2 separate regions of the Mus musculus genome follow, and region 1 is linked to region 2. The links are chromatin contacts, called in public promoter capture Hi-C maps. All regions are on one chromosome and are shown on one strand. Each heading gives the region's core, a stretch centred on a gene start, on an enhancer-like site or on the middle of the called end of the contact. The rest is flanking DNA. Distances are from core to core; before and after follow the strand shown. Region 1 holds the start of C1ql3 (C1q-like 3). Region 2 has its middle 180 kb from the start of Pter.

Region 1 (5,330 bases), core at 2,327-4,826, 260 kb after region 2:
ATGATGAAGTGTAGCTAATGGTTGCATGGGGGTTATGTACTGCTTTATAGTGAGTGATATGTTTGTAAGAATATTGTAAGCTGTATAGTTTTAGCATTGTCTTATTACTGAGGGATTATCATTGTACAAAATATTTATGGCAACATTTACTAATTGAATTAATCGTTGCTGATGTTCTGGAAATTTGATTTTCATTGTACTCCAGTGGAACCATAAACAAAAGGTTAAGTGGTACATCAGGTTAATTTATTGCCCTTTGATGTTTCCATCTGTGACCCTCCATTCAACACAAAGCATAAATAAAATGGCACTCATATGGTTGTGGTCCAGAGACATTGCTCCCTCCGAGATTGAAACACTGCATTCCTCCCTCATTGTTAATATCTGTGCTTCTCAAAATTCACCTAATCCACAGAACATCACTCTGGCACGGATCTCTGAGTTGATGTTTTATAAAAACAAATTAAGTTATCTCAGAGGGGGAAACTGTGACTAATAAACAAGCATACAGACTATGACTGAAAATCAAGAATAAAGTATTTATTTTAAAATTAATTAAAAAGATTTTTTTTTACACAAGATTTTCCACTTGGCACTGGCTGCAGCCAGACTTTACAAAAGTGTTTTATTCTAAAGACAAAACTCCTTAGCTGTAATATCACAATAACCACTTTCTAAGATGATCCACACTGAACTCGGATGCATGCTGCTGTTTACCACTCTTCATATATTTTTCTGAATTACCTATTACCCACTTTTTTTTTTGAGACAAGCAGCCAATGACGAGCATCAGAGGGGTTTTACCCAGGTGCTTTCCTGATTCCCATAGACCTGAATGTTCAAGTGTTACAGGAAGCAGCTTATGCCCTAATGAAATGGCTTAAAAAGAAAACACATGTACCTTTTAATTTTAGAACTCATATTCTGAGGACTTCTACTCGCTGCTACATGCATAGACTTTACAATCTAACTACCAATGTCTGACTCTGTTGCGCTTCTTCCTAAGGCTTCTTACATTTGCAATCTCCAGCTCTTTTTTAAATTACCATTTCTATATTGTTGACAAAATGAGACCATTTGTACATTTTAATGAGTGACTCTAAAAACATATTTTTAGTATAGTAGTGTTTTACAGACCTAACTTTTGAGTCTGAGAGCTACCTGCTGGGGGCCACTTCATAAGTTATTTGGTCAGCCAGACACAGCACATCTATTTTCGTATAGTGAGTCATGTCCTTTGTAGCCACATTCCTGCAACTACCTAGCCCATTGTCCAGGGAACAATTTTTATTTCTCTTAATACTGCTTTCATGCATAATAACTGTAATGAACAACCCTGCCAGTGCCTCCTGGTGGCCATGTTTTCTTTTTATTTTTTTTTCATTTTTAATTTTTTTTTAAATTTTGTATTATTCCTAGTGTCCTGGGTGTTCTTTGAAGGGATTTGCAGAAAAGAAGATACCTTTTAAAAGTGTATCATAATTAGGACATTCATCTTTTACCTTTGGAAAAAATCTGACACTAAAATGAGTCTTGAGTAAAAGGAAGGAAGGAAGGAAGGAAGGAAGGAAGGAAGGAAGGAAGGAAGGAAAAGAAAGAAAGAAAGAAAGAAAGAAAGAAAGAAAGAAAGAAAGAAAGAAAGAAAGAAAGAAAGAAAGAAAGAAAGAAAGCCCTAAAGGTGCTCAGTAGAAAATTGCGTCTAGATAATATCTGAATTTTCAGGGGACCAAAGACCTAGAGCACGCCGGCCCTTGATAAGTCAAAATTACTGCGTGAAACGAGGTATCTTGAAGGTGATGACAGGGACGCGGGATCTTTCTTCTTGTTGGTCAGTAAGCAAAGTGTAGGGCTCAGGAACTCAGCTAGCACAGTTGGCTACCAGTACGAAGGCCTCACCACCGGGTGCCTGCTACTTGGACTGTGCAGAAGGTCTGATTACACTTTTAGGTAGTTAGAAGTGTATTTTCTCCCTGCGGCTACAAGAACAAAGATGCTTCGGTTTTGCACTGACTTGACTCTAACAAAGGCAAAGTAGTCCTGGCCCGCACTGCAAGCCAGTGTTCCTTGTGGCACCACCTACCAGCTCTGAAGAGCAGGTCCTGATTCAGGCTCATATGAGGCTATTTTGCAGCCAATGCAAAGCCAGGCAAGGCAGCTGTGATCAAGTAGGCTAGGATTAGGAAGGGCCTCTGCCGCGCTGCCCTGGAGATAGTGGGTGGTGAAAGGGCTGAGCTCTGACCCGGCAACTTCCCGGACCACTTTCTTGTTCCTTTTCCTACTCCAAGAGTGGGGGTTCCTGTGTTTGCATGCCAGCTGCTATACTGTTACAGTGTAAATGCAACTTTTTCTGTTCCCAGCAGTTCTTCCTTTGGAAACTAACTGGAGTGTAAAGTGACTATTGAGTTTCACCGCCCAAAGCCTCTCAAAGGCCATGCCATTACATGCGCGCGGCAGAGTGCTGTCTGAGCCCTGGGCAGCCTTGTCTGAGACTCGCTCTTGGGGTCCTTCCATCCTCCCCGGAATGCTGGTCTATCTCCTCTGAATCTGGAGCCCTGACACGCCCATTTCGGGCTTCTGAAACCTTCTACATTCTCAGAAAAAGGCTGGAAGCGACTCTAAACTGCAGATAATGCCACAGACCAGGGATTCCCGGCCTGCTGTAAGACAGTTGCTGCAAGTTCACGAGTTGGCCCCGGGGCCAAGATCCCAGTTTCTCGCCCCTCGAGGGTTATGCTCTCAATTGCACGCGCCGAGCACGGTTCTGGCACCCTAAAACTACCTTGTCTGGGCTGCAAGGCGCTCTCCTCTGCGTATGACCCCCGCCTTTCCAGCATGTCACAGAGTCCCCCTCGCTTTAGCCCGGGGAGCCGGGTTGCCGCACCCTTCCTCCGCGGGCTCCCACCCCCATTTCCGGGGTCTCCTCCCTCTTGTCAGCACCTTCTCCGCCCTCCCCACTGCCTGCCCGCGCTCACCTGGTTGTTTTTGCAGAGATCAGCCCACATGCTGGTGCCGTCCCCTCCGCGCATCAGGACGTGGTAGGTGAAGAAGTAGATACCCGGTATGGAGCAGGTGAACTTGCCCGTGGTGGGATCATAGTGGTTTCCGAGATTGGTTACCACGTCGTCGAACTTGAGCACCTCGTAGCCTTCGTGCTGCCGTTTGAGGCCAGCGTAAAAGGCGATCTTGGGCACCGTGCTATAGGTGGCTGCACTGATAGCCCCGGCCGCGTTCAGGCCGGGCGCCCCAGGCGGGCCGGGCAAGCCTTGGCGACCCGGCTCTCCCTTCTCGCCCGGGGGCCCCACGGGGCCCGGCGGTCCGGGCTCTCCCGGGGGCCCACGCGGGCCTGCCTTCCCCGGCCTACCGGCCTCGCCTTTGGGACCCTGGATGAAAGTGGGCAGGGACTGCATAAGGCCCCGGTCCGGAGTGGCGGCGGTGCTGGGAGCCTTGGTGCCCCCATAGGGGTCGCAGACCATGCGGCAGGTGCCCAGCATCTCGTAGTGAGCCGACGTGCCGGCCGAGCTCACCAGCACCGGGATGAGGATGACCAGCAGAAGCACCATCACCACCCCCAGCGCCCCGGCGGCGATCAGGCGCCTCCTGCTGCCCACGAGCCGGCTCAGCGCGGGCCGATCCTCTTGTCTGCTTTTGGACAAAATTTTGAAGGTTGGGCGGGGACCTCTTCAGAGCCGAAAACAATCCCCCTTCGAACCCCAACTCCCCTGGGCGGGCGCGCGCCGGTCGCTCTTGACCGGCTCCTGCTCCCCCCCGCTGAGGCTGCGGCTAGGGAGGGAGCTGGGGCGCCAAGTGACTTGAACTGAAGTCCCGAGCTGGGGGTGGGGGTTGGGGGGAGGGGTGCTCAGGGCGCCCTCTCGCCTCCTGCCAGCCCCTTCGCACCTGTGGCTGCGGCGGGTGCCGGAGCGGCCACCCGGAGGGCAAAGCCAGCTGCCGCCTGCTGCGCTCGTCCGGAGCAGCTCACACTTTTATGCCGCTGCTGCCCGTGATCGACTTTTCCTTTTTTGCAGACTGCGCCAGTTCTCACCAACTTTCTGTCTGAAGTTGCCCTTTTTTTTTTTTCTGCTTCTTGCTTTTCTTTTGTTGGCTTGGTTCGTCTGTCCTTGTCTCTTTTTTTTTTCTTTCTTTCTTTCTTTCTTTTTCTCCTGCAACTCCAACAGAAACGCACCCCCCAACCCTAGAGGGCTGCGGTTGCTTGGGGTCGGGAGGCCCCTGAGATGCGCGGAGCAATGGCAATTCGCAGGATCCGCGGCTCAGAGAAGCTCAGGGACAGAGGAGATAGGAGCTAGCCAGCAGCATCGAGAGCCTCGCCGCCGAAAAGCTGAACGAGAGAGCTGAACGCAGAATTCTGCCTGGGTACCACCTGCCAGGAGAAGAGGAGGCTGACAAACGCGCGCCGGAGCAATTTATAGGAACCCAAGGCACAGAGGAAGGGGAGCCGCTTTGGCATCTCTCTGCAGCATCTGCTCTGCTCATCCCACTCACACAGAGTTTGGCATTACTCTGACAATGTGGGATTTTTTTTTTTCGGCCTCTCCCCCCTCTCAGCAAGGGATGAACAGTGAAACCCTGAATACTTCCTTGTCTAGCCCAGACGATGGCAGCGCCCTAGCTGGTCATACTAGGGGGAGGGAGACAGCTGCGCAACTGCTCTCAGGACTCAAGGGTCACACCTAAATCTATTTCCCCAGTGCCAACAGCTCTTGTTGGAGGTGGAAGTGAAGGTTGAAAGGAGGGAGGTTTGATGACAACATTTCTCCTCTGGCTCATCCACAATCAGTGCTTCAGGTGTTTTTCAAAATGCCACTTTTAACATAAGGAGGGCTCTCTCCAATTTTCCAGACAGTAGATGTGCGTGCTTTTTTTTTTAACCTTAGCATTTGCTTCCATAGCCTTCTAGATGAAATAAGATGAGAACAGTGACGTGTACTTAAAAACCAAAGGACATTTCTTGATTTAAATGAACTTGCCCACCGCCCAAAAGGAGGAGGGCTGGTTCTTTTCACAAGTGCCAAGGGCTTGAGCATGCATGTGCATTTGACTCAGAGGCTTCCAGTTGCAGAGCCCTTCAGGAGACACCATCATTGGACTTGAAGTTGCATTTGCTTAAAAATGCAGCGTGCAGGAGAAGTCATCCCTTGTCCAAAGGCCTTTGAAGGTCTTACAATAAAGCAAGTGGTATTTGCGAAAGTGCTGGTTTTCATGAGACAGAGTTCTTTCTGTAGGTACCATAGCAGATTTCCCAGATATGCATTAGGGGAGGGAAAATAGGGAAATTATGACAAAGAACAGCCACCACCCCTAACAGTGGAAGAGCT
Region 2 (5,355 bases), core at 2,052-4,551:
TCCCCTGCCACACAGAACAGGCAAAGAACCCCAGGCTACTCTTTGTGTTGCCATCTGCTGGCTGTAGTTTGAGATTCATTATCTGACTAGGCTTTTGAAGGTCAGGTTTGAAAGAGAAACCTCCAAGGACTAGCTTCCTGTTAGAGACAAGCAATGGCCATTACATTTTATTTCATCAATTTGGACTTCTACATCACAGCTGAAAATTAGAAGCATTTGGGTGTGTCCTGGGCATGGCTGTTTTACTACATGGTTTTGCTCACCTTATATCTTGGACCATGGTTGTTCATTCTCTTATATTGCTCTGTATTCAAGTAGCTGGGCCAATAGTATGCAGAGGAGAGTGTGCAGGCAAGAAAGAACTTTTGGCTGGCACCTGGAAGGTGGCCCCACTTGCCAGACTTGTCTTGAGGCATTTCAGATTATCCATGGCAGGTGTATCATAAGCAGCTCCTCAGACCATGCCAGGGTGCTTGGCCATTGTAATTAAAGTTACATTATAAAAAGCCCCTGCTGTTTCCTTCTGAAAAAAAAATGCTGACAGAGCCCTCTACAGACTACAATGACAGCGTTTTCAACACCTCTGCATTTGCTATTCCTGTAGCTGCAAACACAGGCATCTACCTTTACATTAGTCACGATGCAAATTAGAGAGTACAATGAGAAGCAACTAGAGTCACCACACAGGAGACAGGATGGTGTGCCTCTGGGTCAGAGGTCACCCTCTGTGGACAGCTTCAAGGAAAGGAAAGGGCAATTGGCGTTTAAAAAACTTACGGGAGAAAGCAGTTTCCAGAGCATGGAGTCAACCCACATCCTGCTATCAAGAGGAAGAGGGACCAAGGGTGAAGGTGGCTAATGCTTTGGGATATTGGGCTTTCAGCGTCAGGACACAGGAGGCAATGGGACTTTGTGTTATGGAAAATCCAAGCATTTGGTGGAGGGCTATTTGTGTGGAATATTTAGATTCCTGGAAATAAAGGACCATGTGAAATGGGTCCTTAAAGAATTGCAGTCACTGAATGGCATCTGAGCAAGGTAGGGGACAATGTTTCAGCACCTAACAGAACTGTCATGCAAATCAGAAGTGACCAAAATGCAGCAGCTGCTGTAGAGCTTATCTCACTAAAGTATCTAATGAGAGACTTTAAACAAGGTATTACCAAAATGTGAAACTAATTGCAAATATTCAAGTTAAAAATAGAGAAATAGGAACAATGAAGATTCCTTAGTCCTGAGTTGTCAGTTTCCTGATCTTGGTGAGGTCATCTAAAGATTTGTTCTAACTGTACATTAACAAAAGTCTCACTAAAAGGAAGTGTCTAGTTGCCAAACACAAGCTAGTTCTTATCATGTGAAGGGAGCTCAATTAAAAATACTTTTATTTTTATACTTAAAATAGAAGTTTAAAATTTTTTCATAAAAAATGTAAAATTCCTTTAAATGGTCATTTGTTCAATCATTCCCACCAACATACAAAGGGGAGTTATTAGGCAGACTTCATGGGATGTGTGCTGGGAGGTGGACCAATGGCTGTCAGCACAGTGTAAAGTTTGAGTCCAGCTGGGCGCACATTATGAAGCTGCTGTCTGATCAGCAAGGAAGGTCTGGAAGATTACTGGAAAAGGCAAAAAAAAAAAAAAGACTAAATCTAATGCTGTTCTGTGTATATGAATCAGGAAACTGAGGAAATATAACCTTTGAGAATCAAATACAGGAAATTGGATCACGTCAGGCTCAGTCGTCAGTGAGAAGAGGGAAGCAGAAGGTTCTAGATCCTCTTGCAACTCTGTTGCTTAATCTGGACTCTGGCTAATTTTGTCAAGAAACAATTGTCTCATAAATGGTCATCATATATACAGTTACATGAAGCATATGAAAACATCTTTATCCTTCAGTGAAATGTTAAACATTTTTATTGGAAACAACAAACGTGAAGTGCTAAGCTACTATCTCTGCATTTTCACTCTTTAGACATTGACTCACATTGGTTATTTTAAGATTATTTTATCCCTTCACATTTTCATTTCATTGGAGACAGGTGCACACATGTCACAGCATGCATATATATAGAGAGAGGTCCTAGGACAACAACGTGAAGGATTCAGTTCTATCCTTTCAATATGTGGGTCCCCACTTAGGTGTTCAAACTTAGTGATAAATCCATGAATCAACTTGCTGGTCTTCGTGTCGTAGCTTAAACTTTAATGCAGAATTTGTGTTTATTCCCATTAAATATAATTAACATGCATTTCAAAAGATATCTCAATATCTACGAGTCTCCTGCTCTGTCCTAGGAGGCAATGCCCAGTCTAGAGCCAATAAGACAGTAGTCTACATGACTTTCCTACATCCATATTCCTTTTTGAAAACCAAGTCAATTTGGGGATCATTTGACAAATTTATCTTTGCCTTCGTCCTTCCTTTACCCTCACCATAATTCATCTGCTCACTTTTAAGTCAAACTGTGATAACGATTGCAACTAAAGATCCATTATTTTAATTGACAAGTTTCAACAGCAGATTGCAATGTGCTGCTATTTTCGGTGACTTGTTCAGCAGACACGAGTGTTTGGGGGCTCTATTAATAGTAGTTTTAGAAATAGCAGGTGAGTAACTCTATTTCTAGTGGGGAAGGAAGGGTGACTTTGGGATGAAACAGGTTGGGGGTGGGGTAGAGTTCAAGGTGAGGAACCATGACATTTAAAAGTAGAATATGAATTTCATTAGCAATGAAATAAACCCATGCCTTGAAGTGGATTCACCATTTCTTAATTCCTAGCTCTTTCTCTGTGTGTTCCTTAATGGCTTCTTATGAACGTTCTCCACCCAGTTATAGTTTTCTGTAACTGACTTTGGACTCTACTCTAAGCCACCTCTCTACAAACCCGTACAGTTTCAACAAGAATGGTCCCTCTGCTTCGTGATTTTAATGCTAGTGGCAGGACTAGCGTGTCCTTTTGCTCCTGGGAGCTCACATTTTGAATTATAACTTTACCTTTATTTAATAAGGATCCCTGCATTGCTAAATCTTGAACAGAGAAAATTCACTTTGATGCTATATTTCAAGCAATAGGAGGTCCAACCCCCACCATCCCCTCTGGCTTCTCCATCCATTTCCCTGTTTCCTCTAGGATCATTAGAACAGAGTGATTGAACTCTGGTTTCACTGGAGCTGGCATCCTGTGAAGTTCTTAGCTATGAGGCTAAACATCTGCCTAGGTATTTCTGTGCTCTCTTCTGGCAGTGATATGGTGCTGTAGAGAATGAATATCCCACTAAACTTCTTGTTAACAAAACAGCAGCTTGACAGCTGGGAGAAGCAGACAATTGGCACCCTCCACGTTCCAATGTATTCTTAGCTCTTCTGCTCTTCTGTGGGAGAAAATTCTGCTGTGGAAATCTGAATGAGGACTAGAAGTGGAACATTAGTACATATTTGGCATCATTCACTTCAAGGAGCCATTAAAGGTTGTATGCTTGGATGTTAAGAATAAGAGAGGATTGGAATACTGCTGCAGTGTGACTTATCTTTGGGCGCTAACAACTGGGGCCACCTGAATCAACATGATGAGACAATTAACTCAAGAAGGATAACAACTTACATCAATGTATTATTTTAATGCCTGCTGCAAACCAACTTATCCAGATCATGGGTTTGATTATGCATACAAATTGTTCTTCTTTGGATACAGCAGACTGCTTACTTGATTCAGAGTGCATTGTGAGGCAGAGCATTATGAATGTGGCATTTTATGGGGAAAGAGGTTGCTAACTCCATGCTGTGTAGAAAACAGGGAGGGATACATGAAGAGACAAGAGGAAGATATAACCTCACAACATACTCCAGGTCTTCCTCACTCATCTGTGTCCTCCCCGCTGTTTACATCACCTCTTGACACTGACATCATATTATGAATCCATCAGAGAACTAATCCATCCATTACATCGTCAGAGCTCGCACAACAAGCCACCCTTAATCTCTAGAGACACCCTCACACATGTGCAAGTTATTATTTTCCTAGGGTTTTTCCAACCCAATCAATCTGACAGTAAAATCCATCAGGACAATGTCCCAATGTCATTTTTGATGTACTGAGACATAACCATCTATCTACCTCTATCTCTCCCTCTCCCCCACATCTCTCCCTCTTTCTCTCTATCATCTGTCTATATCTTCTATCATCTATCTATCTATCTATCTATCTATCTATCTATCTATCTATCTATCTATCTATCTACCTATCTACCTATCTAATTATCTAGCTTCACCATCATATGTCATTTATATTGATATGACTGCCAAATAGTGTCATTTAAAAATAAATCTGACGAATAGCTTTGACAAATAGGTTTTCCTATTCTTCTATATAGAAGTCTAAAATCAACGAGTCACACGAAGTAATGACAGTGCATTATTACTGAGGGTGGTTAAGGATACAAGGTTGTATTAATTTGCGTGAACAATGAATTTATTTCTTCCATAAATTTTCATCTTATTATTCATAAAGTTCCTATATGTTAGCATTACTAGGCATGTAAGTACATACAACTTCATTAAGGGTTTGTCTACAATGGAAAAGAATATATTCATTAGAAAACATGCACATCAAAGGCATTGTGAAGGTGGACACTAATTAGTATGGCTAATCAGAGGATAACTATAACCTTGTTCAGTTTTTATTGTACAACAAGATTACAGAATGCTTAGAAAATTAATCCTTTTAATAAGGAAAAGACAATTTATCTAACTTCAACAATAAATGTATTTTAAACCCACTCATAATTGAGACAGATAAAAGCAATTTACCTGTCAGAAAAGACACACTAATGGCTTAATTTAACCTCCAAAAAGGTATGAAAACATTGAAATTTATTATAATAAAAATCATAATTCTGAAACTACACATTTTCCCACATGAATCTCCATCCTGAATTCTGGATGACTTTTAAAGATGGTTTTCTTTCTCCAATAGCATTTAAAGGGAAAGAGTCTCTTCCAGTCTCATGTAATCTCCTTGTGACTTTCCTGTGCATTGATAGTGTCATCCAAGAATAGCTCTGGAGACTTCATGTAACTAAAATCAGAAAAGGAAATAGACATTAATTACCTCAAGGTATTTTGAGTTCTCCACACCCAACATAGACAGGTATAGCAATTGATTACTTAAAAGAGATTTTTAAAATATCTACATGTATGTGTTTACATGTGTGTGTATATGATAACAATGATGTGTGTGTAGGCACATGCGTGCCATGATCCACATGTGGAGACTAGAGGACACCCTTGGGTATTAGTCTTTGTCATGCTCTTTGTTCAAGACAATATCTCTTTGTTTATGCTGGTGCTAGCTT

What was found. Promoter capture Hi-C pulls out the DNA fragments that hold promoters and counts their contacts.
Region 1: a contact with region 2 is called in a promoter capture Hi-C map of hippocampal neurons, with 4 times the contacts expected there. The contact joins the promoter of C1ql3 here to the enhancer-like site in region 2. A contact is called at or near these places in 4 of 39 promoter capture datasets (the C10 cell line, hippocampal neurons and liver), 1 of 484 Hi-C or Micro-C datasets (ventral hippocampal neurons) and 2 of 115 datasets of contacts at active chromatin or transcription factors (neural progenitor cells and stem cell-derived neural progenitor cells).

Annotation. Positions count from the first base shown.
Region 1 is chr2:13,007,288-13,012,617 of GRCm38.p6, forward strand. It overlaps C1ql3 (C1q-like 3), which reads right to left and starts at 3,577. Exons shown (of 2, transcript NM_153155.2): 1 at 2,973-3,577. The coding sequence starts at 3,560.
Region 2 is chr2:12,743,725-12,749,079 of GRCm38.p6, forward strand. No RefSeq gene overlaps it. Among named protein-coding and RNA genes, the nearest start is that of Pter, 180 kb to the right of the region's middle. Within about 2 kb of position 3,302, at least 5 of the 459 cell types and tissues checked have an H3K27ac peak or open chromatin away from gene starts, as enhancers often do. A contact at or near this core is called in hippocampal neurons, where this site is marked.